Regions from separate parts of the Mus musculus genome. Here all the other regions are linked to region 1. A link is a contact called in public Hi-C and Micro-C data. All regions are on one chromosome and are shown on one strand. Each heading gives the region's core, a stretch centred on a gene start, on an enhancer-like site or on the middle of the called end of the contact. The rest is flanking DNA. Distances are from core to core; before and after follow the strand shown. Region 1 holds the start of Pax3 (paired box 3). Region 2 holds the start of Irs1 (insulin receptor substrate 1). Region 3 holds the start of Wnt6 (wingless-type MMTV integration site family, member 6). Region 4 holds the start of Ihh (Indian hedgehog).

Evidence for each region. Hi-C and Micro-C count contacts between places; a contact is called where the count stands out from the background.
Region 2: a contact with region 1 is called in a Micro-C map of embryonic stem cells, with 17 times the contacts expected there. The contact joins the promoter of Irs1 here to the promoter of Pax3 in region 1. A contact is called at or near these places in 8 of 484 Hi-C or Micro-C datasets (LSK cells and embryonic stem cells).
Region 3: a contact with region 1 is called in a Hi-C map of embryonic stem cells, with 5 times the contacts expected there. The contact joins the promoter of Wnt6 here to the promoter of Pax3 in region 1. A contact is called at or near these places in 4 of 39 promoter capture datasets (cranial neural crest, embryonic stem cells and second pharyngeal arch cranial neural crest) and 6 of 484 Hi-C or Micro-C datasets (embryonic stem cells and epiblasts).
Region 4: a contact with region 1 is called in a Micro-C map of embryonic stem cells, with 6 times the contacts expected there. The contact joins the promoter of Ihh here to the promoter of Pax3 in region 1. A contact is called at or near these places in 2 of 39 promoter capture datasets (cranial neural crest and embryonic stem cells) and 4 of 484 Hi-C or Micro-C datasets (all in embryonic stem cells).

The regions. Positions count from the first base shown.
Region 1 is chr1:78,193,382-78,200,371 of GRCm38.p6, reverse strand. It overlaps Pax3 (paired box 3), which reads left to right and starts at 3,236. Exons shown (of 8, transcript NM_008781.4): 1 at 3,236-3,707; 2 at 4,886-5,121; 3 at 6,503-6,632. The coding sequence starts at 3,623. RefSeq lists cis regulatory regions at 1,907-2,129, 2,285-2,517, an enhancer at 1,907-2,517 and a promoter at 1,682-3,672.
Region 2 is chr1:82,288,164-82,295,153 of GRCm38.p6, reverse strand. It overlaps Irs1 (insulin receptor substrate 1), which reads left to right and starts at 3,715. Exons shown (of 2, transcript NM_010570.4): 1 at 3,715-6,990. The coding sequence starts at 4,661.
Region 3 is chr1:74,767,650-74,774,639 of GRCm38.p6, reverse strand. Wnt6 (wingless-type MMTV integration site family, member 6) reads right to left here and starts at 2,748. Exons shown (of 4, transcript NM_009526.3): 1 at 2,418-2,748. The coding sequence starts at 2,494.
Region 4 is chr1:74,946,875-74,953,864 of GRCm38.p6, reverse strand. Ihh (Indian hedgehog) reads left to right here and starts at 2,193. Exons shown (of 3, transcript NM_010544.3): 1 at 2,193-2,965; 2 at 5,300-5,561. The coding sequence starts at 2,651.

The DNA.
Region 1 (6,990 bases), core at 1,987-4,486:
CTACCCCAGCCCACTCCCTTGCGTGCGCCCATTCCTGTCTCAGCGATTCTCCCAACAGACCCAGAAAGGACGCAGTAGCTTTGGCAACCAGCTTACTCTCAACGTTCTCTATCAACACTATTGTATAGACTATAATTCCCGGTTCAAGACTTGCATCCTCCTGGAAGAAAGGTGATCTCTGAGCGGCCTAGATAACTTCATGCTCGGAATCGAGATCCCCAAGTAAGACGAAAACATCAAGAACAATGTTGCCATGTCAGGGCAGAAGCCACCAACCTGGGAACTAAGAATTAAGTATAGTCTTCAGGCTTGGACTGTCAGTCTAGTCGTTGTTACTTGAAACACTTCTAAAGTGTGTGTGTGTGTGTGTGTGTGTGTGTGTGTGTGTGTGTGTGTGTAAGAAAGAGAGGGGGGGGCTACAGGAGTCAACCACAATGTCCCCTTCTTCATCCCTACTTGTTGCAGGGGTTAAATCACACTACTTTTTGGCCCTCAAGACTCAAAATTCATTTTTTAAAAATATGTAGGTGACAGGGATGGATACAAGAATTGTTCGCAAGACTGTTGCAGGGACTTCCCTGGACACATGTGTGGTCTGCTCTGAGCCTGAACACTGCTGACCAAACCTGGGTTCACCCTCCAACACCTTCTGCCTGCGCTCATTTGTCCAATTAGTGGCTGTACTGTGGTCAGATTCAGCACCTGGACTTGGACTTGGTAGCCCAGTGGGGCAAGTGGTATGAACCGAGACTCCTACTTTAGGCAGTTGGCATAGGGTGGTTTCAGCTTCAGGCATATGGAAGGGGGTTGGGGGTAAGAGGAAGGCCCGGTTTTGTTTGGCAGGTTGGGTGCTCCTGTGGAGAGAACCTCAGCGAGTATCACTGTCTTGGCTGTCGCCATGAAATTTTAGAAATGGCTCAGCCGTTGTGGCTGGGTCCTCTCAGTGCCCTCAGAACCCCTGGGATCTTGTGTGTGGAGGTGAGTTGGCTTTTATCCTTTGGTGGAACTGGAGAGTGCTAGGTAAGGGGAGAAGGAAAACTCCGTCACGGTTCTTGCCCACGACCCATCCTGGCTGCCTCTGAGTAGACATTTTCGTAGCAGGTGGCAAGTAGTCTATGAATGCGCTTCTCAGCTGGCATCCATGAGCTGTTCAACAGGCAGTACTGCGGAGGAAGTGTCCTAGAGAAGTGTCTGAACCCGGAAAGGTATCTGCAGCCGCCCATTATAAACAAGTTACCCTTGTCCAGTAAGAGCCGCCTTCTGAAGAGCTGGGGTCATGCCACTGAAGTCTTGGACAAAAAAAAAAAGAGGCGACTCATCCCCACAGGGTTCTAACCCTCAGGAGGGGTCCCTTTTCACTGAGTGTGCAGCCTGAATTTAACCACTTGAAATACACCTCTGGTCCCTAGTCTTCCCACTGATTAAAGCTGACCAGACAAAGTGCTAAACTCGGCTCTGCTCAACTTTGAGAGGGCAAAAATCTTGGAAAAGTCTGGTTCCTCAGATGGCAAGGGTGTATGGTGCTTTCGAAAACAAGTACCCAAACTTTGAAGGACTCCAGACCAGGGGTAGGGGGAAAGGAAGTGAGAAAGTTTCCCGCCTTGACAAATTGAATTATTTTATATAAAACTTGGTTAAGCAGCTCTGCGGGCCAACAGCTTCTGGACTCTCTCTCCACTGTGAGCTCTAATGCTCCTCCCCAAATGTGGGTGGGTGGGGGTGGGGTGTCCAGACATTTTCTGGAGTCCCCAGAGGCCCGTCTCGCCTGCTCCCAGGGTCGATAAGCCCTTTTGACTTCAGGGGGAGCAAAGAGCTACCCAGCTTTCTCCACTGGGAGTGAACTCTTAAAGGGCCAGCTCAGGGACTTTGAACAACTACACGCACGCCCCCCCCCCTTGAGTTTGCCTTAATTAGGGGGTGGGCAAGTAGGATTGGGGGCCTGAGTTCACATCAAAACTGTCAAAGGAGATGGGGGGGGGGAGGACATGGAGAGAGGGTTGGAGGATTCAGGGGCAGGAAAAATTCAAATATCATAAAAAGAAAAGGGAACTTGAAGCCCAGAAGTCATTGTTTCCTTTATTTCAAAGGGGAAAAAACCTGCCTGATTCTCATCCTTTTGATTGATTAAGGCCCTGAATACCTCTCGGCCCCAGAGTGACAGTCCCTGAATAGACTTGAGGGAATAAAGAGCAGCGCAGAACGTGGGGCTGGCACGGGAGGGGGGTGTAAGGGAGGAGTGTTCGCTGGCACTTACCAAGTTATAAATAAAAGGCTAGGCACAATGGTACCTTCTCTAAGGACAGACAGTCTTTACAACACTCCTGGCGTCATATCCTGCTGGGGACACTTCAGCTCCTAGCCAAGACGTTGCTTCTTTTATTTTTCCAGCAGTTTAGTCTGAATGCCATAATAAATTCCTGAGAACAAACGCTGCACCCGGGCAAAACCTCAACATATAGATGCAAGTGCATCGGGGATGAATGTGTACGTGGAGATTTAAAGTCCCCGCTTCTCAGAAGGGTTTTTAAACCAAGAAAAGGAGCTGGCTTCCCCATTGCTTGCAACTTGGAGCCCAGGGGAGGCCTAACCTCTTCAGTCTCTGTCATGGCTATGCCACCTGTCTTTCATTCCCAGCCTAAGAAAGACAAAAGGACCTTCTGGGCACATCTTGGACTCTTCCTGAGAGATGCCTTTCTGGGAGGCTCACATAGGGAGCTCAGGCCCAGAGGCAGACCAGAGAAAGGAAAAGGAAACACATCCGGAATTCTCTGTGCCCCTTTCCAAATTTGCTCCACCGCCATCTCCGTATTAGTAATCCCGAAGCGAAATCCACAGGTGAAAAGCAGGGGCAGACAGAGGAAATAAGGGGCGGATATAGCAAGGTTTCCAGAGAAAGGCGGAAAGAGATTAGGACAGAGTAATAGAAAACCAAGATGATCAAGGCTGAATCTCATGTAGAGGGACAGGGACACCGCGAGCCTTTTTCCATCCTCACTGGCTCTTGCCACCCAAGCTGCCTCTCCTAGTTTCAACCTGTCCACCCTTCTCTTGAGAAAGGGACACAGAGCTAGTCCCCCTCTGGGTCGGCGGAGGCCTGGGGACCGTCAGGGATGGGAAGAGAAAGTAGCTTCTGTCGCCCAATCAGCGCGTGTCTTTGCCACCCGGGACGGTCTCCTCCTCGGCCAATCGCAGCTCAGGGCTCCTGATCAAGCTTTGGGTGAAAGAACTAATAAATGCTCCCTAGTCCGGATCCCTGCACTCGGTGTCACGACGGGAGGAGACTTGGGACGTGTTCCTGCCTCGTCACCACCCTCCCTCACCCGATCTTCGCGGTGCAGTGAGCACCTTTGCCAGTAGCCCCAGCTGAGGGGCCGATCTGCTAGACTCGCACCAAACTCGTCCGCCCTGGGCTTGGGATCCTGCACTCAAGGGACTCCTCTGGAGCCTGTGGACTTGGATCTATTAGCGCCCCCCTCCCCGCGCCCCGCCTCCCTCTCTGGCCTTTTTTGGGGGAGGAGCTCTCCGAGATCCGGAGAGTTCCCGAGGGTCACCCGCCGCACTGTGCTCGCTTTTTCGTCTCGCCTTCACCTGGATATAATTTGCGAGCGAAGCTGCCCCCAGGATGACCACGCTGGCCGGCGCTGTGCCCAGGATGATGCGGCCCGGCCCGGGGCAGAATTACCCACGCAGCGGCTTCCCGCTGGAAGGTATGTTAGGGCCTCAGCTCGTCCGGATCCCCGGGCCTGGGATTGGCTGCCGCACCCCAATCCTGGTCTCCAGGGCCTCCACTCGTGCCTTACCGGGAGCCTCTTCCCGTGGTACTTCTCAACCCAAGAAGCAAAAGTGGGGAGGGGGTTCTCGTGGAGAGCGGGAGAAGCCCCATTTCACGTTCTGGCTGCAAACGGAGTGCTAAGCTCACTACAAGCTCTCGGAGCTTGCCTGGCCTGCTCCTGCCGGCTCCACTTTGCCCTGTTGTTTCGGAATTGCTGCCGTGAGAAAGGTGAACAAGCTTCGCAGCGCCGGAAGCAAGTTCTCTTTCTGTTCACCTAAAGTTGCTACGAAATTGTGCGGGCTGCGTTCACTTTTGAATAACTACTATTAGTTCGGCAAGAATTTTCCTGCTGTGAAAAATTCTGGTGGCCCTTCCTAGTTGAAAAGTTTTAGCATTGATTAGCAAATTCCACTCAACTCAAGTGGCATCTCGAAGTTTCTAAAATGGTTGGCAATGCCTTTCGGTTTGCTTAAAGGTGCTGGGAAATTTCGGGGAGGTAGAAATTACTGCAAACCCGAACCCGACCAAATAATTTGGGAAGTAAAAGCAGGAGACTGGGGTTCTGGAGGAGCCCTTCGACCTCGATCCAGAGTAAAACGTGACGTGCAAGGGCGGTCATTTCGGCAGTGGTGTCCACAGCTAGGCTCGCTGCCATTTTTATTTTTTAAGTGTAACAGGTGATACCTGCTGTCACCTGTGTCTCCTTTCGGGAGCCTCCCCAACCCTTGCCTACTATACCCTTATCGGGACCTCTGCCTTCTCAGGACTTTGAGGCAGTTATCGCAAGACATTTTAGACATCAGTCCTAGGTCTCCCTCCAACTTGCAGCACAGCCCCCCTCCCCCAAATAAAAGAGAAAATACAGTTTCTCTACAGCCAGTTACCTCATTCCGATCGCTCAATTTCCAAAAGATTATATGACCTTGCATCGGGTAATTATTTGAATAAATAGAACCTTAAGGGTCCGGGACTGGGAGCCCAGAGCTTGGTGGTTTGTGTTTTAACTGTCACAGGCAAATTGGCCAGAAGGATGCAGAATTAGGTTCTTTTTGCTGCTTTCTATTCTTCCTAAATGACTTTCTCGGGCTCTCTCCTTTCGCCATCTCTTCCCAGTGTCCACCCCTCTTGGCCAGGGCCGAGTCAACCAGCTCGGAGGAGTATTTATCAACGGCAGGCCTCTGCCCAACCATATCCGCCACAAGATAGTGGAGATGGCCCACCATGGCATTCGGCCTTGCGTCATTTCTCGCCAGCTTCGCGTGTCCCATGGTTGCGTCTCTAAGATCCTGTGCAGGTACCAGGAGACAGGCTCCATCCGACCTGGTGCCATCGGCGGCAGCAAACCCAAGGTGAGCCCGGGACCTGGTTTCGTGGACTTAGGGCCTGTGATCCAGCGGGTCCAGAGTGGGCGCGTTCTAAAGAGAGCAAGGGACTTTCAAAGGGCGCTAGTTTTCAAATCTAGGAAGGAGTGTGTGTGTGTGTGTGTGTTTGTGTGTGTGTGTGTGTGTGTGTGTGTGTGTGTGTGTAGAACTCAGTTGTTATGGTTGGTGGTGGTCCTTCTACACTGAAAAGGGCTGGCACTTTTAGCAAAGGAAGATTAACTTTAGATTTTAATGCCTGGGAGCATTAGAGCCCTCATCAAGTTATTTCCCCGATTTCCAACTTCCCACAGAGTCTTCCCACTCACTGCACTGCCTTCCTAGTATGAAGTTAAACATCTCGGTTTAATTCTTGGATAGTTTCTTTCCCAGCTTTGAATCTCCCTCCCTTGCAAATTGTTCTCAAGAAGTCAAAAGTCAGGGCTGTTAAGATGTGTGTGTGTGTGTGTGTGTGTGTGTGTGTGTGTGTTTTAATAATAAGCCTCTTGACTCCATTAAACAAATCAATTTGGTGAGATCCTCGATTTATTTTAGTTTTCTTTGAAAAAGCAAAAAAGTTCTGCTGGCTAGGGAGTGGGAAGAGATCATACAGGGTCTGCCTTCTCTTTGGATTATTCAGAGAGGCCGGTATAATTTTTTTTTTCTAGTTGCGGCGGGTGTGTGTGTGTGTGTGTGTGTGTGTGTGTGTGCAAAATCAAATGGGCTATATGGCACACTGAAGACTCCCAAACACAATCCCTCTCCCTCCCTATTTTCTCTCCTAATCTGAGAATCTTAGGACACAGTTTTTATTTAAGTGGGTGGAAGAGTCATCCTTTCAAATTATCCATGTTTGTCTAATTGAAAACAGCATCGACGACAACAACAACACAAGAACCTGGATACATACACGTCCTTTTAAATCTCACCCAAATCTGCCCTTAGCTTAGATCTGATCTCCATGGACCTTATCTAATTTGATTTATTTATTTATTTATTTATTTATTTATTTATTTATTTATTGCTGCTTTTTCAAACGTTCTCCTTTTAGTTTCGTTTTTGTGCGGATTCCGAGAGGATTTTCTAGGTACCAGAAAGTACAATCCTCCCTCACCTCCAAGCTGTTAGATTTTTTTCCCCTTAATTTAATTTGGTTCCCGAGCATCTCTGGGCAGGTGGAGGGTCTCCAGGCCGCACCGAGTGGGATAATTTCCTGTCATCTCCTGTCTAAACGGAATTAAAGTCCTTTGGCTAAGCAGAGGGACATTCCAAGAAAATACAGGAAAGAGCATCAGAAAAGCCACGAGGTTGGGGCACCGTGTCTGACCCAGGATACTGGGTACCAACGCACTATCCGCCTATTCTCTTAAAGCAGGTGACAACGCCTGACGTGGAGAAGAAAATTGAGGAATACAAAAGAGAGAACCCGGGCATGTTTAGCTGGGAAATCAGAGACAAATTGCTCAAGGACGCTGTCTGTGATCGGAACACTGTGCCCTCAGGTACTGGGTCCATTAACTTCTCCCGGAGGCGCGACCGTCAGGCTCATACTCCAACGGGTCGTGCCAGCCATAAAATCACCCCAATTATCCATCTTGGCTATTGGGAGGCTGACCTGAAATATTTACAAGCCAGACATTCTTAGTGTTTTATGGAGCAGTGGGTGATCTGCTGGTCCCCAGGGTGGCGTCTTGGGAGATGACCTCTGAGGTTCCCCCTCCGCTCCCCCCACCCCCCACGGATTTCTGCTAAGAAGGCTGGAAGGAAATGCGGGGCGCAGACCAAAAGATTAATATTGATGTTCCCTTCTAAAGAGAAACAAATGTTTTGGTAACTTTCACTGAAGGGAGATCCAAGCGG
Region 2 (6,990 bases), core at 2,466-4,965, 4.1 Mb before region 1:
TTAAGTAGAATGTTTATTGCCCTTGTTCTCTTTAAGCTTGCATAGAGCTGTGAAGTGAGTACTCTGCTTGCATCTCATAGCATCTCACTGTTGTGCCTTTCAATCCATCATCAGAAATAGGAGTCTGTGGAATCAGCAGCACTGAGAACATGGTAACTACAGAGACCTCTCGCCTACCTATGGGAACCTGCTCAAGCAGGACCTTTATTTTATTTATTTATTTATTTATTTATTTATTTATTTATTTATTTATTTTAAATCCTGGGGCGGGAGAAGCCTCAATATAGCAGATTCAATTATTTTGTATTGTTGATCCCCAAACTGCAAGAATGTATCTCATATGGTTTGGGTGGCTTTGCAGAGGAGGCTTTCAAATATCTGCAACTATGCAGATATAGTAAAATAATGCAATCCTTCAATTTAAAAAAAATCCATGAGTTTTCATTTTCCTTTAAGCATTGTTCCAAATTGCCACAATTAACTGAGTTTCCAGTGGTTTCTGTAGTGATGACCTATTTGTATTAAGGAACATGTCTACTGATACATACATATATATATATATATACCAATGTATATGTACATCATATATGTATCTAATAACTGACATTTTTATATGATTTTCTTGGTAACATCATACACTGGCCATTTTCCTATTTTAACAGTAATTGTAGATATGTTAATCAAATATGCACCGAAGACACGTAAAATTTTAATTCTCACTATCATGACTGTATTGAAGACATCAATATGTCAATTTAGTTCTGGCAGCGCTTCTAGTCAATGTTTTAAAATGCAGACAGCATTCCTTTATTCATTGCGCAAGTGGTTTCTAGCTGTCCTAGAGATGGCAGCATTGAGCAACTTATTTGGTAATTGGTTGCTTGCCTGTTCTGTGAATTTTCTCTTGGGTGTAAATTTTCATTACAATACACAAGACTAATTTAGCATAAGGTGACAGGATAATACACGTATCTGCTCAACACGACTTCACCTGAGTTCCACAAAAGCCTACCTTTCTCTTCTGTATATTTATGTGAATCAAATGTGAATTTGTATTCCTAGAGTTATCTCAAGCCATCAATTAAAAAAAAAGTACAAAGAACTGAACTTACTGTAGTATAGTTTGAACATTAGCTGCCTTTAAGATTTGTAATGAAACTCGAGTGAGTTGTGTGTGTGTGAGGGTATGTGTGTGTGTGTGTTAAACTTCACTGATTGGTGAGCAGTTTGTTACAACGATCTGGTTGTCTGTGTCTGTGTGTCTGTCTGTGTACATAACTGGGGATCCAATCCAGGGCCTTGGGCACCTCAGAGCAGATGGTCTACTTCTTCTTCAGTCAGAATAACATTACTTTTATATCATAAACACCCTAATGTTCTGTGAAGATGACTTATAAAAATCTTCCAAATTAAATTGTTTTTTTTGTTGTCTCCTCCTTCAAGAAAATACTTTCCTCCATAAAGGTACCTCCTTTTTCCCCCTCTCTCTTTTTTGTTTGTTCTTGGTTGGTGACAGAGGTCAGGAAGGAAGTAATTTTAAAAGTTAAAGTCTGGATTTGAAGTGCTTTCCTACATAATGCGAGGTCCCCTCCCTGTGGACTAATCTAGATTAAGCAGTTGCTAGACTAGACTAGCTGTTTATTCCCCCCCCCCCCCCACACACACACTGTTATTCTGCTACACTAACTTCAGATATCTCTAGTTGCTATCCTCCCAACCCCTAATGCATTTCAAATCTTTAGAGTCCTCTTCTTGCTATTGCAGTCTCCGTACCTTTTCCAAATTACTTGCTATTTATAGCCTTCCTGTAGTGGGCACATGTGCCCGCATCACCAAGCTGTCAGAGGGGAAAAATGAAGGCTATCAATTCAATGTGTACCGCATAATCCATTAACCAGGTTTAGGAGAAACTGCATGATAAAGGAGGTGAAAAGAGAAAACAGAGGCTCCTGAGCTTTCGAGAGGAGGTGACACCTACAGATGCGGAATACCCCAATTCAAGTACCGCAAGCATCTGAATGGCGCCAGTGCCTACATCTGTACCCTCTCCCTCTCTCCCCTTTACCGCATCTGTGCAAGACAGGAAAGACAGGCAACTCCACCAATCAGCAGGCTGCCCCAGGAACCTCACCCCGCCTCTCTAGCCGCATTATGCTGAGGCGCGCAGCCCCCTTTACCCATCCGCTCCTCCCCTACTCCAAGCCAGGCAGTCTAGTGGATTGAGCATGCCCAGCACCTTTACTGCTGCGTCTCACTGCAAACAACCTGCAGTGCTGGAGAGCGGGAGGCTGAGAGGGTTCCTGGCTTAGGAAAAGAGGTGGAAAACTAGAACCGCCCATGGCTAGAGTAGAATGGCTTTAAGCACTGGGAGCAACGTCACATTTGTAGGTCTTTAATGCCGGTTGGGCTAGACAGGGACACCCTGCTTGATTTATAGGTCATCTTAAAAAGAAAAAGAAAAAAAAAAACTTTGGGGAGCGTCTGCTTGTGGTGAGACTAAGAAATAGGCTTTGCAAAGAGGCTGCTGACCCGTTTTCATCAAGAAGTACCCATTTTCCTGTGCAGCCTAGCCACTTATCCTTGTCTCCCACTTATCCTTGTGGTCAAGGTTAAAAGTGTATAGGGTCGTCTAATGCTCGTGCAAACTATGAAACAAACATCTGCTAACATATACACAGTAAGGGTGTACACTTAGGAACTCTCTGAAGGTCCTTTACATCTTTAAAAAAAATCACAAATAGACTTACGAATGTGATAAGGGGTGCCAGGTTTCCTCCAGCCCCCGCCCCCCACCTTTTGCACTAACTAACCCTTAAGTGTGAATCCCTCTTCACCTGCATGAAGGAAGAGAAATGGTGACTTTTACATTTTATTTCCTTAGTGATCAGCGGCTAATAGTGCCAGGTGTGAGATCCCAGGTCGCGATTCCGAGAGACCCTAACCTAGCCAACAGTCATTGCCCTTGGGCGTCCCTCTCTGTTTCTTCCAGGTGCTTCACCACGGTACGTCCGGAGATTCCAGGTGGAAGACTGGCTCAGAAGTCCTTTAGAAAATCTTACAAAAATGTAGATCTCCCTACCAGGGCCTCTCACCCAGACACCGACATCCAGCTGCCTCCCGGGGGTCGCCTTTACCTGTTGGGTGAGAGCTAGCAGGTCACCCGCGTCCCCTCCGCCCCAGCGCCCCCACCCTCTCGGGGCTCTGCAGCCGCAGTGCACCCCCCCTCTCACTGCCCCCTCCCTCACTCCTGCGTCTTCCCCAGATCCCCCCCTCCCGTTTTCCCAGACTCCCCTCCTGCTTTCCGGTAGCCACCCAAACAAGCCTGCCCTCCCGCCGCGGGGATTCCTACGGGCCGGGGGCGCTCTGGGTGGCACGGGCGTGGGAGACACAGCGCCCCGGGCTCTGCCGGCCACGCAGGGGCGCTGCCCGAGCGCTGCAGCAAAGGGCCAGCGCGGGCGCCTCTGCGGCACGGCCAGGGGGTGGAGAGGGGCGGGCGTGGGGCGGGCTCGGCCCGGAATGTAGAGCGAGCAGGGAGAGGGAGAGAGACCCGGGCTGGAGCCTCCCGGCGGCGGCCAGGCTGCTGAGCGCAGAGGCTCCGTCACGTGTTTTGCTCCTCTGGAGTGAGACGGCGGCGCGGTCTGAAGAGGGCCAGCGCGCGGTGCCAGCCGCCGCAGCCGCCGCTTGTTTTGGTTGGGGCTCTCGGCAACTCTCCGAGGAGGAGGAAGGAGGAGGGAGGAGGAGGAGGGAGGAGAAGGAGGGAGGAGGAGAGAAGTAACTGCAGCGGCTGCGCCTCGGGAGGACCGGGCGTCTTCCCCGATCTCTTCCCAAACCTCCCCCGCTCCCCGCCTCCCTCCCTCGTCCCCTCCCCTCCTCCCTTGCGGACTGGAGCTAGGGGCAGGGATGAGCCTGTCCCTCTGGACCGTCCCCTGCTCCCCCAGCTGCCCAGTAGCGTTGCGCGTGGAAAAGCCACTTTCCCCGCCCGCCGAGATGGGCTCGAGTGCGGGCTGCAGAGGACGCGTCCTCGGGCGGCAGCAGCAGCAGCAGCAGCAGCAACAGCCGCAGCGCCGCGGTCTCTGCGATTGAGCTGGTATTTGGGCGGCTGGTGGCGACGGGGACGGTTGAAGGGTGGGAGGAGGCAGAGGAGGAGGAGGAGAAGGAGGAGGGAGAACCCGGTGCAACGTTGGGACTTGGCAGCCCGCCTCCCCCTGCCCAAGGATATTTAATTTGCCTCGGGAATCGCTACTTCCAGAGGGGAACTCGGGAGGGAAGGCGCGCGCGCCTAGAGAGCCAAGCGGGGACTCCTCGGGCCATCGCTGCCTCCCTACATCGGACTCGACCAGGGGCGGCAAGGGATGCACCATAGCTCCTTCTCTGCTGCAGGGACTGGGGGAGACATAGTCCTCGGAAGATTGCGGCTGCACTCACCCTAGACCCACTGCCCTTCCCTCTGGGCATGAAACGCCCTTAAACTCGGATCAGGCTATCTTCCTTGGCGCAGTTACCTCGTCCTTCGGCTGCCCCTCCCCAGCTCCAGGAACAGCGTGAATTTTGGAGTCAGAATTTCTGCGAGCTTCCTCCAGCCCGGAGTGCATGTGCGGGGCCGCACTGAGAAGCCACCCCTCACCCAGTTTTTCAACACCTCCCTCTGCTCCGCAGCAGCATGGCGAGCCCTCCGGATACCGATGGCTTCTCAGACGTGCGCAAGGTGGGCTACCTGCGCAAGCCCAAGAGTATGCATAAGCGCTTTTTCGTGCTGCGGGCGGCCAGCGAGGCCGGGGGCCCAGCGCGCCTGGAGTATTATGAGAACGAGAAGAAGTGGCGGCACAAGTCGAGCGCCCCCAAACGCTCGATCCCCCTCGAGAGCTGTTTCAACATCAACAAGCGGGCTGACTCCAAGAACAAGCACCTGGTGGCTCTCTACACCCGAGACGAACACTTTGCCATTGCCGCGGATAGCGAGGCTGAGCAAGACAGCTGGTACCAGGCTCTTCTGCAGCTGCATAATCGGGCAAAGGCCCACCATGACGGGGCTGGAGGAGGCTGCGGCGGTAGCTGCAGCGGCAGCTCTGGCGTTGGAGAGGCAGGGGAGGACTTGAGCTATGACACGGGTCCAGGACCCGCGTTCAAGGAGGTCTGGCAGGTTATCCTGAAACCCAAGGGCCTGGGTCAGACAAAGAACCTGATTGGCATCTACCGCCTCTGCCTGACCAGCAAGACCATCAGCTTTGTGAAGCTGAACTCCGAGGCAGCCGCTGTGGTGCTGCAGCTGATGAATATCAGACGCTGTGGCCACTCAGAGAACTTCTTCTTCATCGAGGTGGGGCGTTCCGCTGTGACAGGGCCTGGCGAGTTCTGGATGCAAGTGGATGACTCCGTGGTGGCCCAGAACATGCATGAGACCATTCTAGAGGCAATGAGGGCCATGAGCGATGAGTTTCGCCCTCGCAGCAAAAGCCAGTCTTCATCCAGTTGCTCCAACCCCATCAGCGTTCCCCTGCGCAGGCACCATCTCAACAACCCTCCACCCAGCCAGGTGGGACTGACTCGGAGATCTCGAACTGAGAGCATCACTGCCACCTCCCCTGCCAGTATGGTGGGTGGGAAACCAGGTTCCTTCCGGGTGCGTGCCTCCAGCGATGGCGAAGGCACCATGTCCCGTCCAGCATCAGTGGATGGCAGTCCTGTGAGCCCTAGCACCAACAGGACCCACGCCCATCGGCATCGAGGCAGCTCCAGGCTGCACCCCCCACTCAACCACAGCCGCTCCATCCCCATGCCTTCTTCTAGATGCTCACCTTCAGCCACCAGCCCAGTGAGTCTGTCATCTAGTAGTACCAGTGGCCATGGCTCCACTTCAGACTGTCTCTTCCCGAGGCGCTCTAGTGCTTCCGTGTCCGGTTCGCCTAGCGATGGCGGTTTCATCTCTTCTGATGAGTATGGTTCTAGTCCCTGCGATTTCCGAAGTTCCTTCCGCAGTGTCACCCCAGATTCCCTGGGGCACACCCCACCAGCCAGGGGTGAGGAGGAGCTGAGCAATTATATCTGCATGGGTGGCAAGGGAGCCTCCACCTTGGCTGCTCCCAATGGCCACTACATTTTGTCTAGGGGTGGCAACGGCCATCGCTACATCCCAGGTGCTAACTTGGGGACAAGCCCAGCGCTGCCTGGAGATGAAGCCGCGGGTGCAGCAGATCTGGATAACCGGTTTCGAAAGAGAACTCACTCCGCAGGCACATCTCCTACCATTTCCCATCAGAAGACCCCCTCACAGTCTTCAGTGGCTTCTATTGAGGAATATACAGAGATGATGCCCGCTGCCTACCCACCAGGAGGTGGCAGTGGAGGCCGACTGCCCGGCTACCGGCATTCCGCCTTCGTGCCCACCCACTCCTATCCCGAAGAGGGTCTAGAGATGCACCACTTGGAACGTCGTGGAGGCCACCACCGTCCAGACACCTCCAACCTCCACACTGATGATGGCTATATGCCCATGTCTCCTGGGGTGGCTCCAGTGCCCAGCAACCGCAAAGGAAATGGGGACTATATGCCCATGAGCCCCAAGAGTGTATCTGCCCCACAGCAGATCATTAACCCCATCAGACGCCACCCACAGAGAGTGGACCCCAATGGCTACATGATGATGTCACCCAGTGGTAGTTGCTCCCCTGACATTGGAGGTGGGTCCAGCAGCAGTAGCAGCATCAGCGCAGCCCCTTCTGGGAGCAGCTATGGGAAGCCATGGACAAATGGAGTAGGGGGGCACCATACTCATGCCCTTCCTCATGCCAAACCTCCTGTTGAGAGTGGTGGCGGTAAGCTCTTGCCTTGCACAGGTGACTACATGAACATGTCCCCAGTGGGAGATTCCAACACCAGCAGCCCCTCAGAATGCTACTATGGCCCAGAAGATCCCCAGCACAAGCCGGTCCTCTCTTACTACTCATTGCCAAGGTCCTTTAAGCACACCCAGCGCCCTGGAGAGCCAGAGGA
Region 3 (6,990 bases), core at 1,499-3,998, 3.4 Mb after region 1:
GTCCTGAAGAACCCAGCTCTAACAGGGAGGAGGTAGGGTAGAAAATGTCAAGAACTTCAAGCTAACCACCCAACACGATCTACCCGCTAGCCCATACCAGGAGGCCTACGTTAGGACAGCAGCATCAGCAGAGAGGCAAAGACCATGTGAAAGTCAGCCTGGGCTCAGACCAAAGGAATTAAGTGTCAGAAATAGACAGAGAGGGGCCGAGGCAGGTGGGAGGAGCAGGTTCTCTCGGAGACACATCTGAGAGAAGCATTCGCTGGTCATCTTATCACCCTGGCCTCTCACTCTTCACTGCAGCTGTGGCCATGAAGGCCCCTGTGTTCTCCCACACCTGCCCTCCTCACCTCCTCCCCCACTCCCAGATTCGAAGCCTCAGGGTCAGTCTCCGGAGGGCCCAGGCCCCTCTGCCGTTGGCTTGGCTCCCACCCAGCAGTCCTTCCTGAACAAAGGGATCTTCACAGATACAAATCCAGAAAGCAACACTCCATAAACCTGTGTCCAGCACCTAGACTAACCGGGGCTTCTAGGGCTCTCCAGACAAAGGCTTTGCCTTCCAGGAACAGGGCAAAAACATTCCAGAGAAGACAATTGTCAGTAAAGTGCGGTAAATGCATAGTTGCTTAGGGCATAATGGGAGCCTCAAGGACAGGGTGGTGGTGGTGGGGAGAATGACAGCTTCATGGAGGAAGTGGGATTTTAATTGTAAGAAAGAACAATTTAGACCAATGGGGGAGGAAGAACGAGAGAGAAAGGATAGCACTGTCCTACATATTGAAAAGGGGCAAAATTATGAAAGGTGTGTAAGTGGGAGGAGAGAGAGCGAGCGAGCTCACGGCCAAACATTACTTTATTTTTATTTTTTACTCTTTATTTTGAATTGAAAGTAACCCCACTTTTCATCCTAAGGAGACCTGGGAGATGAGAGGCTGGACTGGGAAGAGGGCTCCTAATGTCAGATCATTTTATAGATCTTCCCCCACAGCCCTCCTGGCAAGCCTGCCACATAGGGAGATTGTTCTTTAAAAGCTGAGAGTTTGTAGGTCAAGGTGGGAAAATGATTCACCCAAGACCACAGATTAAACTGGGATTAGATACATCTGTCAAAACTGCTAAATACTGCGTTGCAGCAAGAACTCAAGGCGCATGTTTCCTAACCCGAACCTGGATCTTGTATTAGCCCTCTCACTGACACCCACGAGGATGTCTTTCCCGCGTCGCGGAAGGATAGCGGCCAGCAGCTTCCTGTGTGGGCATAGTACTCAATCTCTGTTGAAGAGAGGGATGGGCCTGCCCCACCCCTGGGTCCAAAGCCGCGAAGGCGGGTGAGAGGGCTGAGAGGGTAGAAATTCAGCCAATGGCGGGGCTATATGCAAATGTAGAAGTCCTTGCTTTCTTAGGGTTGGCTAATCTATCAGCACTCTTGCCCAAATCCCTCCTCCTCCTCTCTGAACACTGAACTATTCCGGGCGGGTGTTTGTGGCTCTAAAAAACTAAGAGGAAAAAAGTCTTGAAGATTTGGATCTGAGTTGTCCTGGCGCCCCCCACCCCCGCTGCCCCTCCTCTGTCCTTCCCCTCAAGGCTCAAAGCTTTGGAAACCCTCGAAGTCTAGGTGTCTGCTCTGGCTAAATCCCAGAGTTCGGATCTGAGAATTTACCCCATCTCTCGGCTGGCCAGGCTCCTACTGGCTTCATCAGATCGCTCTCAAGAGTTCCTACACCTCCTCCGCTACACATTAAAAAAAAAAAAAAAATTCCTTACTTCCCAGTTCTGGAAGAGAGGGCCTCCGGGATCTCCCCTCTGTCTTTCTTACTCGCTATGGGAAAAGCAGAGAAGTCAGAGTCCTGACTCAGTTTCCCCATTTGCATTCCCTATTCCTGTACTACTGCCAATGCTGAAGGGGCCAGCAATGGTGAGGTGGTAGGCAATGAGGCGCGGGCAAGAGGCAGCCGTTTGACTCTCTCTGTCTTAGAGCTTTCCACCTTGTTCCTGTCTGTTCCCCAAATCTAGCTCGAGGGCCCTTCTCGCCCGTCCCCACCCCTCCTCACCCCGTTCTCACCCAATCTCTCACTATGGATTTCATGATGTCCAACAGCTCTTCCCTACCTATCTGCCAACTCCTTGATGATGCGAATTGGACACATTTCTTTGGGGGAAGGAAGACTATACGGGAAGAAAACACAATAGAGTATCCAGGGGTACAGAACGTCAAAGTGGCACTTCAGAAGTGCTCGGGCAGAGACCCGAAAGGAACTGTCTGCGAGGGTCCCGGTGCAACCTCCCGATAGCTGGGATCCTGGAGCGGGTAGAGCCTGAAGGCAGCAGGATCGCTGTGCCAAGTCCCAAGACTGGCTCTGGGTCCCCACCCTCTGGTGTTTGGAGCTGCGCGGGAGACAGTCCCACTCAGCACTCACCACCACAGTCCATCGACGTGCGCGGGGCACAAGAGCAGCAGCAGCAGTCCGAGGCGGGAGGGCACCGGCGGCAGCATCCTGAGAGCTCTACCGCAGTCTGGCCGGGGAGGCGGCTGGGGGTGGGGAGTGAAGCTGCGGGGTGAGCCGGGGCGCGCGGGCACCGGGCTTCAGGGCAAACGCGGCGACCGAGGCGGCGGCCCGGAGACTAGGGCTCCGGCGGCGGTGGCGGCGGGGGGGCCCATCCCGGGCGAGGAGGGCGCGGCGGAGGCGGAGAGCGGACCCAGCAGCCAGCGCCTGTGTCTCCTGCGGAGCTCGCTGGAGAGAAGAAATCAGAGCCGGGGGCGGGGGTGGGAGGGGAGCGGGGCCGAAGCGTGGGCGGGGGAGGGGGACAGGGGGGCCACGGGGGTGGCAGTTGCGACAGTCAGGCGGCGGGACTCTTGGGAGGGAGCCGTGCGCCCCGGGGCGGCGGGCGCAGAGCGCAGCGGAGGGCGGGTGCTGGGGCGGGGCCGCGCGCTCACGGGTGCGGGTCCCGCCCGCCTGCCCCTCTCCTAGCCTCTGCGGGGTTGTCCCCTGCCATCCCTGGACCTGGGGCATGGAGGGGCGGGATGAATAGTCGAGAAGGGTAAGGGGGGGAGGGAGGAAGAACTGGGGAAGGGGGACTGGCTGGGAGACGTTTGACAGGTTTGTTGACTGTAAAGAGAGAAAACTTCCCAGGAATGAGGGAGTTTGGGGGGAGGGAACAGTACGTAGGGATATACAGATGGGGGCCAGGGAGGAAGTCGGCCGGGGGCGCAGGATGCTCGGTAGAAGGCTGTCCAACTGGATCGCCAGCCCAACGAACTTAGGAGGCGTTACCAACTCCCGCGTCTTTTGCCCCTTCTTCAGCCTCTGTCCCAGCAAGGGAACGAGCCCGAGGCCTGGGTTCTAGCTCCCTAGCCTTGCAGCCGCAGCCAGCCGATGTTGGGGGCGGACAGTGTGGGGGAGATAAGACAGCAAGTGGAACCTCTCCAGGGCCTGCGCTCCAGTATTCGCTACTCATAAACGTGGCGGAGGGCCGAGGTTGCTGACTTCCAAGAGAAGAGGGGTCAGCGCTGGCTGTGGTCAGGTCTCACTTGTCCGCGGGTTCCTGGAGCCTCAAGTTCCTCCCCCAACTTGGCCAGGGCAGAAGGGGTGGGAGAGCCAGCTGCAGGTGAGATGGCGTTTATCTGATTCTCTAATGCCACAAAAATGTCTTTGATGCCCCTGACCCCCTCCCCACGGGGGGAGATCAAAGGCCTCGTGGGGAGGAGGGACAGCTCCATTCATCAAGCCAAGCGGCTGGCAGCGGGCGGCAGCCTCTGCTGCTCTGGCCTGGGGCAGAGGCCCCCCGACGTGCCCCAGGAGTGCAGAGGGACAGGTGGTGCGGACATTCCGAAGCAGGAGCCAATTTCCCCGCCACCGCTATCTAGAGGGCCCATCAACCTTAAACAGGGGACCTTAAGCCCACGTGGCAGAAATTTCACACCAGAGGGGAAAGTTCCTTGTCGTTTGGGGTGGGGAGGAATTTAGAAGTGGAAACGGAGAACAGTGCCAAGATAGACAAACACCGCTGGTGAGCAAAGAGGAGGGCCGGTCCAGAGAGTCGTCCAGAGAGTGGGGCAAATGGGCAAAGATGAGACTGGGGGACCAGAAAGAAGGCAGGAGAAGGCCACAGATGCCTACATCAGGAGGGGGAGCAGATCTGAGGAAAGAAGATGAATAGCAGGGAGAAGGGATGGAAAAACCGGAGCCTAGACACAAACAAATAAGGCCTTGGGTTTTCTGGGAGTCCTAATGAGGATTCTGGGTGTCAAAGGTCCTGAATAAGGAGATTTGCAGAGTGTGAGGCCCTCTGGGGAAGGAAAGGAGCAGAGAGAGGAGACAGCGCTCAGCCAGACACTGGACCAACCTACGTTTCTTCCTTTCTCATGCACTGCACCGCTCCAGCACATAGCAATTTTGTACACAGCCTTTCATACTAGTACTAGTGCCAAGCACTGTGGACACCACCACACCCGTGGGCATAGCTCATTCAAGGATATACCAGGCCGAGTGAATACTGGGGCTAGAGTTGGTGCCAACCTGGCAGCTAGGAGGTGTATGGTGTCTCCAGAAGGTGCAGGTGGGCCAATGACCAGCTCCCTGGGATCCAGTGTCTTAGTTTCAAGCCCCTTACCCAGCCTGCTACTGTTATTGCAGATTATGAAATGCTCTCCCTGTCCTGCATTCTTCTCTGAGGCAAGAATTTTAATGTATTTGTCTTTGTCATCAGGGGACCTGGGCTCTGGGATAGCCCTGAGAAGGGAGCGCCCCAAATCTACTCTTTGTTGATTCCAGACCCTAGGCTTTCTTGGTTCTCCAGCCTCCCCACCCCACCCCCGTGTCCCCCGTGTCCTATCCCTGCCCCCTCGCCCCCCCCCCCCAGACACCGTCTCTCTGTGGGGTGGATAAAAATGATGTTATTGAAACAACAGAATTGGGAGCAGTGGCAGGGAGCAGGGATCAGCTCAGGAAACTGGGGCGTTTGCCAAGAAGCCTGCTCCCCCGCAGGCAGCCTTTCTGCCCCCACCCCCCACCTTTCCTCTAAACACACACAGTTGGTCCCACCCCTCCTGCAATGTGCTCCAGCCAGATCTTGCAGAATCTTTAGCCATCCCTGGGCTCTCCTACCCTTCATCCATCCTTCCCCACCAGAGTCCCACTCCAGAATCACTTGACAAACACTGCCTTGCAGAAGCATCAGAACAGGGAAGGCCAGGGTAGACCTTCTGGAGCCCCTGTTCCAGAACTTTGGTTCCAAGGTATTGGCATTTGTCATCTGGGGAAACCAGGGTCTGGGATTACCCTGCCTTGCCCACAGGTGCTCCCCATAGGTGCTCCCCATTTATGTATTATCAGAACAGAGACAGATTGAACACCTTTGTCTTTTTTGTCCCCTCAAACCTTCAGAGACACAAGTTTGGAGGGTCTGGAAAGTGTCAAGTCACTGTTACCTTAGTAGATTTTTTTCCCCCAGAGAGCAGAGCTGAAGAATTGAGACATACAAACAGCTACAGATATGTGTGCACACATGCACACTCAGACATACCATCAGATATGTGTGCACACATGCACACTCAGACATACCATCAGATATGTGTGCACACATGCACACTCAGACATACCATCAGATATGTGTGCAAACATGCACACTCAGACATGCTATCAGATGCACACAGACAAATGGACAACCCCACAGAAATCACACCCTTAACTCCCCCACCCCTCCACAATGATAGTTAATTTTCATGAGCAGATACAGATGGGGGGGAGACATGGTGGCCTTGCTGGGGGTGAAATTTATGCCAACCACCATGACGGCCACACCCATGTATGCACAATCACACACACACACACACACACAGGGCCTCTGCATATATGTCCATATAGAGAAGCAGAAGAGGTAGTGGTACAGAGGTAAGCGGTGAGTTGAGACTGTGGTGGGCTCACTCCACCCCTGTGAACCTGTAAATTCCACTCACCGCTAGGCTCTGGTACAAAGACCCTGCAGGGGAGACTTGGGTGTCTGGCTGTGGGGTTGAAGAGGAAGGAGAGGCAGAGGTGGGGACTGTGGAGGGGGGAGAGGCAGCTGGAGACAGATAACATCAGAACTGCTGCAGGCAAAAGCAGAGTGCTCTGCCTCCACTGGTCGCTCTCTCTCTCTCTCTCTCTCTCTCTCTCTCTCTCTCTCTCTCTCTCTCTCTCTCTACTTTCTTGTGTCTTCATGTCTCCCCCATGTACAGAGTTTGGTCTCTAAATCATTCTGTTGTGCCCCCCCCCCTTCTTTCCTCAGGATGACTGAAGCTGCAGGAGCCCAGGAATTTAGGCCTGTGAACCTTCCCCTCCCAACAGCCTCCATCCTCTCCTCTTCCCTCCCTCCTTCCCTGCATCTCTAGCACTGGGATGGAGCTCTTCTTTTCAGGGAGATGATAGGCCTTGAGAATTCCTACAAGGTCTCTGGGACCTAGGAGAACAGAGAGAGGAAAGGCCAACCCTCCAGAGAGATGGAGGGAAGAAAGGAAAAGAAAAAAAAAAGAAAGAGAGGGAGACACTTATTTCCTCTCCTCTAGGTATACCAGACAGCTTTATTCAACTTCCACGGCCTGCCTAATATCCCAAGAGTGTATCCACCCAGTCACCTTATCACACCTGCCTCACAGGTCCAGCTCCAACTCCACGGAGATTCCCTCTGAGCCACTGTCTCTCACATCAGAGCTCACCTGCCTCGCCCTGCTCATCTCTATCCTCTCAAGCCTCCAGTCACACCAAGGAGAGAAATAACCTGCCTGGAGGAATCTTGAAATAGGGGGCAGGGGCTGAGTCTGACCCAGGGGCTGCTTCCTACCAAGGCTAGATTGGGAGGATGCCAGGGAACATAGGCTTTTTAGTTCAACTTCAGTGGACCAACAGGAAAGGCTAGCCCCATGAACCTCTACAGTCATCTTGTTTCAGACTGTCTCCTGCATGGTTTTCCCCTTTTGTTTTTGTTTTCTTGTTTTGTCCTTGTTTTTATGAT
Region 4 (6,990 bases), core at 944-3,443, 3.2 Mb after region 1:
TGTGATTCTCTCCTTTTGAATGTCAGTTTCTAAAGATCTGACACATGTCAAATAAGGGCTCCTTAGGCAGTGGAGCTGCCACTGGGCATCAGGTGTGCCTCTGCAGAGCGCTGCCTCCTGAGCTGGGTTTAGGCTTCTCTAATACTCAAACCTTCTCAGCCAGGCTGATCACTTAGATGCAGGCACTGAAGATGTGTGCACTTCAAGAGGCACCCTGTGGAGGTTTACCTGTTGCAAACCTCCTATTTGTAATAGGAGCTTTATCTAAATAGCAAAATTTCCACAGTTACTTCTTTATTCCTCTGAGCATAGGTTGCTGGTGGTAGTGGCAGTGGCTCTGTGTGTGTGTGTTCATGCACACATACACACACACACATACACAAGCACACTGAGGATTGAACCCAGGTCCTCACACATGCTAGGTACCTGTTTATGTCTGAAATACATGCTTTCATGCCCAACAATTATTTCTCTCGTTTTTTTTCTTTTACCAATTTTTTACAATTGCAAGCTCTGAAAAATAACCCTGAGATTACTTTACATGCTAGGCTACATCTAGAAATTGAGCCCAAAGACTTGGGAGTTTCATTTGGTGGAATATCCCTGTGTTCCTAGCAGACATCATTCCAGGCCATCCAGGGCTACATAGTGAGACTTTGTCTAAGAGGTAGAGGTGAGAGGCTGGAGAATGTCTATACTCCAAAGCTATCTTTTTCTCAGGACACAATGGTGCTTTGAGATCTGAATCCCGAGCAAGGCAGTAGTGGCACCTTGTAAGTGCGCGTAAACCCTGCACGTGAGAAGCAGAGTTAGGAAGGCCAGTAGCTCAAGGCCATCCTCAACTCTGTGGCAAGGGATCAGCCTGGCTACCTGAGAGCCTCTTTCAAATACATGAGCAAAACAAATGACTTGAACTTCAAATATAGATCATCACGGTTTCCTTTGGTAGAGGAAGGTGCACGCGCACGTGTGTGTGTGTGTGTGTGTGTGTGTGTGTAGCATCATGATTTCTCTAGCATGTCTAGCATGGTGGTACTACTCCCCTGCCATCCCAGCACTCCGGAAATGGAAGCAAGAGAATCCAGAGCTCAAGGCTAGCCTGGACTCCGTAGGTGAGAGACTCCATCTGTAAAGAAAGGAAGGGGTTGAGGGTGAGGGTGAGGGAGGAAGATTGAGCTTTCTAATTATAACTTTATTAAATTTGTGGAACCCGTCGCAAACAGCACAAGATTTGACATTGTGGTGGTGATCTGTGCCCGTTAACACACTTGCGTCTTCTGGTTTGGGCAGTATAGATTATAATTCATCTGCCTTCCTGGATGTTCTATTAAAGTGCACAACCCTCATTCGCTTCCCGGGCAGTCTCTGCAGAGTCCGTGGCTTCTAACACTTCTGAAGTAGGACGAGGAGGAGCGAGTGATTCCCAGGCAGTGCCCGTCTGCAGGTGGATTGGGATCCGTTTGTTTGTTTGCTTGTTTGTTTGTTTGTTGTTTATGCAGCACGCTCAGTGCTCTTCCCTCTCTGTGGATGTCCCCACTTCAGGCTGTTATTCTGTATGGCCTTTCTCCCTTGTTTTTAACAGTGTTTCCAGTCCTATTTGACTCCTGACAAGGCTACATTGCCTCCACCCGCATCCCCTAGTTCTGTACTGGGCAGTATAGGGTCCCCAGCTGTGCACCAGGTCAATACAGAACCCTGCTCCTCCAAGCTGAGAAAGGGAATGTTGCCAGGGCCAGGGTGGGGCACCAGGTTATGAATGACCTCCAGCTTTCGGGTTTGCTTCTCCGCAGGGGACACCGTAGGCGGTTGTGCGGTCCGGCCACTACCCCCCTCTTGCGTCCGGCTGCGACGTGGGTTGCGGTCTCCGTGGGGGTGGCATCTCCTGTCCAGGAGATTTGCGCCTGGTGGGGCTCCCAGGAGCCGCAAGGAACGGGAAGGAGAGACCAGGGTGGGGTGAGGCCCGTCAGGAGGACAATCGCAGGCAGCGCAGGGGGCGCAAAGGGCAGCGGGCGGGTGGACGCGCGGCTGAGGAGCGCGCGGGACAGGGCTGGCTAGCCTTGGGGCCGCCCGCCGGAGGGGGAGGAGGCTGTGCTGCCCTTGCTGCAGGTTCGCTGTCGAGCGCGCAGGAGGCAGGGACATGGATAGGGTGCGGTCTGCGCGGGTCCCGAGCCCGGATCTCTTCCATTTCCCCTCTCACTCGACCCCGGGCTGCGCCGCAGACGGCAGCAGCTCCCGCTCTGCCCGAGCCGCCTGACCGCCGGGCCGGGGTGCTAACCGCGGGTCCCTTCAGTCCGCCGGCCGGGCCAGCCCAGCCCAGCCCGCCGGCCCTCAGCCCCGCCGCCCGCCGCCCCCCGCCGTCGCCGCGTTGCCAAAACAAACGGGCCGGCCTATTTATTGGCGGCCGGCGAGCCGGGCAGCTCAGAGTCGAGGCGCCGAGGGGGACAGCACGCCGCCACCAGCCAGGGCCCCGGGCCCCCGCCCCGCACCTGAGTCCCGTCGGCCTTGAGCCGCGTCGCGCTGCCCATGGCGCCCCCGCATGGAGTCCCCAAGAGCCACCCAGACGCCTGAGTCCCCGAAGCTGTCCCAGCCACGCGCCCACCTATCAGCCCACCAGGCGCCCTCGCCCGCTGCTCTCCCGGGCTACCCGGCCATGTCTCCCGCCTGGCTCCGGCCCCGACTGCGGTTCTGTCTGTTCCTGCTGCTGCTGCTTCTGGTGCCGGCGGCGCGGGGCTGCGGGCCGGGCCGGGTGGTGGGCAGCCGCCGGAGGCCGCCTCGCAAGCTCGTGCCTCTTGCCTACAAGCAGTTCAGCCCCAACGTGCCGGAGAAGACCCTGGGCGCCAGCGGGCGCTACGAAGGCAAGATCGCGCGCAGCTCTGAGCGCTTCAAAGAGCTCACCCCCAACTACAATCCCGACATCATCTTCAAGGACGAGGAGAACACGGGTGCCGACCGCCTCATGACCCAGGTGAGCGCGATCGGTCCTCCCAGCGCGCCATCGAAGCATCGCCACCTGCCCGGCCCTATCCTCTCTTCTAGCACCTTTTTTCTCGACTGCCTGGCACGCCCCCTGGCACCTGCCCTTCTTGTGAATCCCGGGTGTCTTTCTGCCCAAGATGGGCTGGCCAAGGAACCCCGCGGGAGTGTTAGCATCCGGGATCCCGCCCGGTGTCTTTGAGAGGAGCTTTCTGCCGCTGCCAAGCCCCGCAGGTTGGCGGGCGGCCCCTCTGCCCGCGAGTGCTGGCAGCTCAGGTCAAATCTGGAACTTGAAGGTACCTGGACCTGGCTGCCTCTTGTGCCTCCGGGAACCACGAAATCCCTCTCGGCCTAACATTTCTCACAGCCCAGCCCTGGTCATTACGAAGCCGTTTGGCATCCCTGAGGCGAAGAAGCTCAGGACACCGGGGACCCCGTGGCCTTCCCTTCCCTTGTGCCCTTGGTTAGCTGCGCTGCCCTCTCCTGGAGCAGCGACTTGGCTGGTTCTGGGCTTAAGGAATAGCAGGGGAAAGAAAGTCGAATGTGGAGACAGAGGTAGGAAAGGGAACCAGCCGAGGGAGCCCACGTGTCTGTCGCGAGGGCTGAGCGGCGCGGTTGCGGTTAAAGGGTGGGGTGCTGGAGCCTTCAGGCTCTGAGACCAAGCTTGGGGAATCCTTGAGCTTGGTAGCACGGACAAGAAAGATTGGAAATAGGAGTAGGGATGCCTAGGAAGGCAGGGAGCAGAGCTGACACTAACTTATCTCTGCATGCACGGAGCAGGACCCAACTCCACCAGACATCAAGGACACACACTTCTTTCTCCGAAGTCTGGTGTGCCTTGGGAAAGATACACACCCCTTTCCGCTAGGGTCTATCGGCTCTTCCCCTGTTAGAAGACTGCCTTTAGGAAGAGCAGCTTAACCACGGCCTTCAGCATGCGCCCTGGCGCCGGGGCCGGCCGGCCGATGTCGGGGCCGAAGGTTGGCCGGTGGCCGGGCCGGGCTGGGCGCCGAGGAATGCAGATAAGGATCCGGGCCACAGGCTGGGCAATCATTGACAGCGAGGGCCCAGGCTCTGTACCCGAAGGAGGGGGTAGAGGGGAAGAGTCAGGCGGCAGCTGGCTAGTGAGGTTTAAGAACTCGATCACAGGGATCTAGAAGGAGCTACCAGAACCGAGCTACACCCCCGGGCGGTGGGGGTGAGGGCAGTGAGCACCCTCAAGCCAGGCTGCACAGTATGGATTTAGTCACTGTTGGCTCTTGAGGTTAAGTCCAAGGGTCTGTAAGGGCCTAGGCTCTGTGGGGGCAGAGGTAGGTTGATAGATACTTGGCGGGATCTCACACCTTACCTAGGTGTTAAAGACTAGTGGAGGGCTCCTTCCTCGTAGGTGGAAACTCCACCCCCTTCCTTCAGTCAAGTGCACGGTCCCTTGGGCAAAGGACAGGGATTCATGAATAGGCAGCCACTGATGATCCCCCTAGGGTGTCGCTGTTCAAGGAAGATCCAAGGATTCAGGGCCAGTTTCTTGAGATCATAGGCTCGGTTATTTCTCCATCCTTTCCTAAATAGGGACACTACACCCTGGTGGAGGTGGGAGAGTTTACAGGTCCCTTCTAGGGGGTCTCCCTGTGTCCAAGTCAGAGAGGAGGGGGACTGGCTCTCTGCCTGAGGTGTCTCCAGCTAAGCATAGGCAGGTGTGGGTTCAAAAGAAGGTTCCAACGGGAACGTTTCGTGTCACTTGCTGGCGGAATCTAAGAAGAACTAGAAATTTCTACCAACCCTCACCCCCACCCCCAGATCCGGGCCGCTGTTGGGTCTGCACCTGCCGTACTGGCAGGGCTCGGTGTCTGGTGGCCTCAGCTCTGAGGCTGCGGTGACACCTACTGGGCACCTTTGGCCTTGCATGCCCAGCAGGCCAGCCCGCAGGCTGTTAAAATTTCCTCCCTCGTGACAGACAACCCACCTTGATGCCTAGGTAAAACCGAGCAACCGGGCCCTGGAAAAGCATAGCTACCCTTGTGGCGAATCCAAACGCCAAGCAAGTGACAGGGAGCCAAGTGGATCTCCACAGACTGGAGAAGAGTCCCCTGAGAGTTCATGACTCCATGCGTCCTCCAGATCCGTGGCGCCACTGTGTGGCCTAGGTCCCTGGGGACTCAAAGCTGCTAGACTGGGAGAACACATTTAGAGTCCTCTACTCCTAAGGGAAAAGGGCAGAGGTCCTTCCAAGTTTTCCAAGTCCCATGAGTGCTGTCGAATCTTCTGTCACCTGCTCCCCACCGGGTGGCTTCCTTTCCCTAACTTCGAACTTCGTTCCCCTCCACAGCGCTGCAAGGACCGTCTGAACTCACTGGCCATCTCTGTCATGAACCAGTGGCCTGGTGTGAAACTGCGGGTGACCGAAGGCTGGGATGAAGATGGCCATCACTCAGAGGAGTCTTTACACTATGAGGGCCGCGCGGTGGATATCACCACCTCAGACCGTGACCGAAATAAGTATGGACTGCTGGCGCGCTTAGCAGTGGAGGCCGGCTTCGACTGGGTGTATTACGAGTCCAAGGCCCACGTGCATTGCTCTGTCAAGTCTGGTGAGCCGCTGCTGCCGGGGGGCTGGGCCCGGGGCCGGGGCCGCAGGGAGTGGGCAGGCAGCGCAAAGCCCGCTAGGGCCAAGGAGAAGATGGCCTCCGGGGGATGGAGGCGGGGACCCGAGGGAAGAGGATTTCCGAGGCGGCGGCGGCGGCGGCGGCGGCAGCGCTCCCTGCAGCTGCTTTGGACTGCTTGCTCCTCCCATGTCCGGTAGTGTCCCGGCAGGAGCCTAGAGAGACAGGGCCTATTTCCCGAACCACTGAGTGCTGACCTGGTGGTCCACAGCCCAGAGACTGCCACAGGAAGTGCAAGACAGAACAAGTTGAAGAGATGAAGGAAGCCAGGTTGGCAGGCACCACTGTCCCCGATCCAGGCCCATGCAGAACAAGGCATGATGGGGCTAGGGGCCAGAGTGTGTCTAGACATCAGAGTGCCCGACCAGAAGCCTAGAGTTTCAGAATCTACCACGCAAATGCAGGTCAGGCCTCCCAGAGGGGCGCAGGCGTCCCCAATCTCCTCCCCAGAGCCCCAAAGCTGGACATTTTGGAGGTAAATGGACTCAATAAAGTGGATTTTTCCCAGATTGGCCGCCTTGTTGATCAGAACTGGCAGGCACTGGAGCCTTGCCCCTCATCCCCAGTCTCACCAGTGTCCCTGTCACTTACACTTAACCCACTCACAAATGCTTCACATGGTTCTGTGGGTCCCACTCGACTGCACACCCCCTCTACATAGGACTATATAGTAGTTGCACTCAAAGACTGGCACACTAGACTTTTTTGGGGGGGTATTTTTGATTCCCCCGGGTTTCACAAGGGTGATCCTACCTACTACCCCCACCCACAACCTGACCCTTCCAACTGTGTGTACCTAAAATCATACCCACTTCATCTATAAACACCGGTCCAAAGGTCAGCTCGCCAAGTGGCCCATCCTGTTCATTACTCCTGACTCCAAACGCTGACCTCCATTCCACCATCTGACGCCACTATGTCCGCCCCCGCCCCCCCCCCCCCCCGCATAAGGGACCAACATATGAACTGAAAATGATGGGCTTTGTCCTTGTCGTTGCCCCACCCCCTGAGCACTCGATCTGGGGATGCTTCAGGAGCCTGTTTTTTCCACGGGTCAGCTCTGTCACAGTCCTTAGAATGCCACTCTGGGAGGGCCATTTCTTGGAGGTATTTGATCAAGTGGTAGAACAGACCCTAGCAAAGCTAAGCCAGCTTCTCTATTTCCACAAGGCTCTCTTGGGTTCAGGTCACAGTAGCAGCTTTGCTGACCTCCAGCCTCTGGAATTCACGACAGAATCTAGTGGGGACATCATCTGGTGCTCCAGCCCCTGTGTGTTCCTCTCAGTGGCTAGGGTTTGGGCTAGAGAGAAGAAGGGCAGAGGATCAAGCTATGGGTTGGTGGTGGGTTATCAAAGAG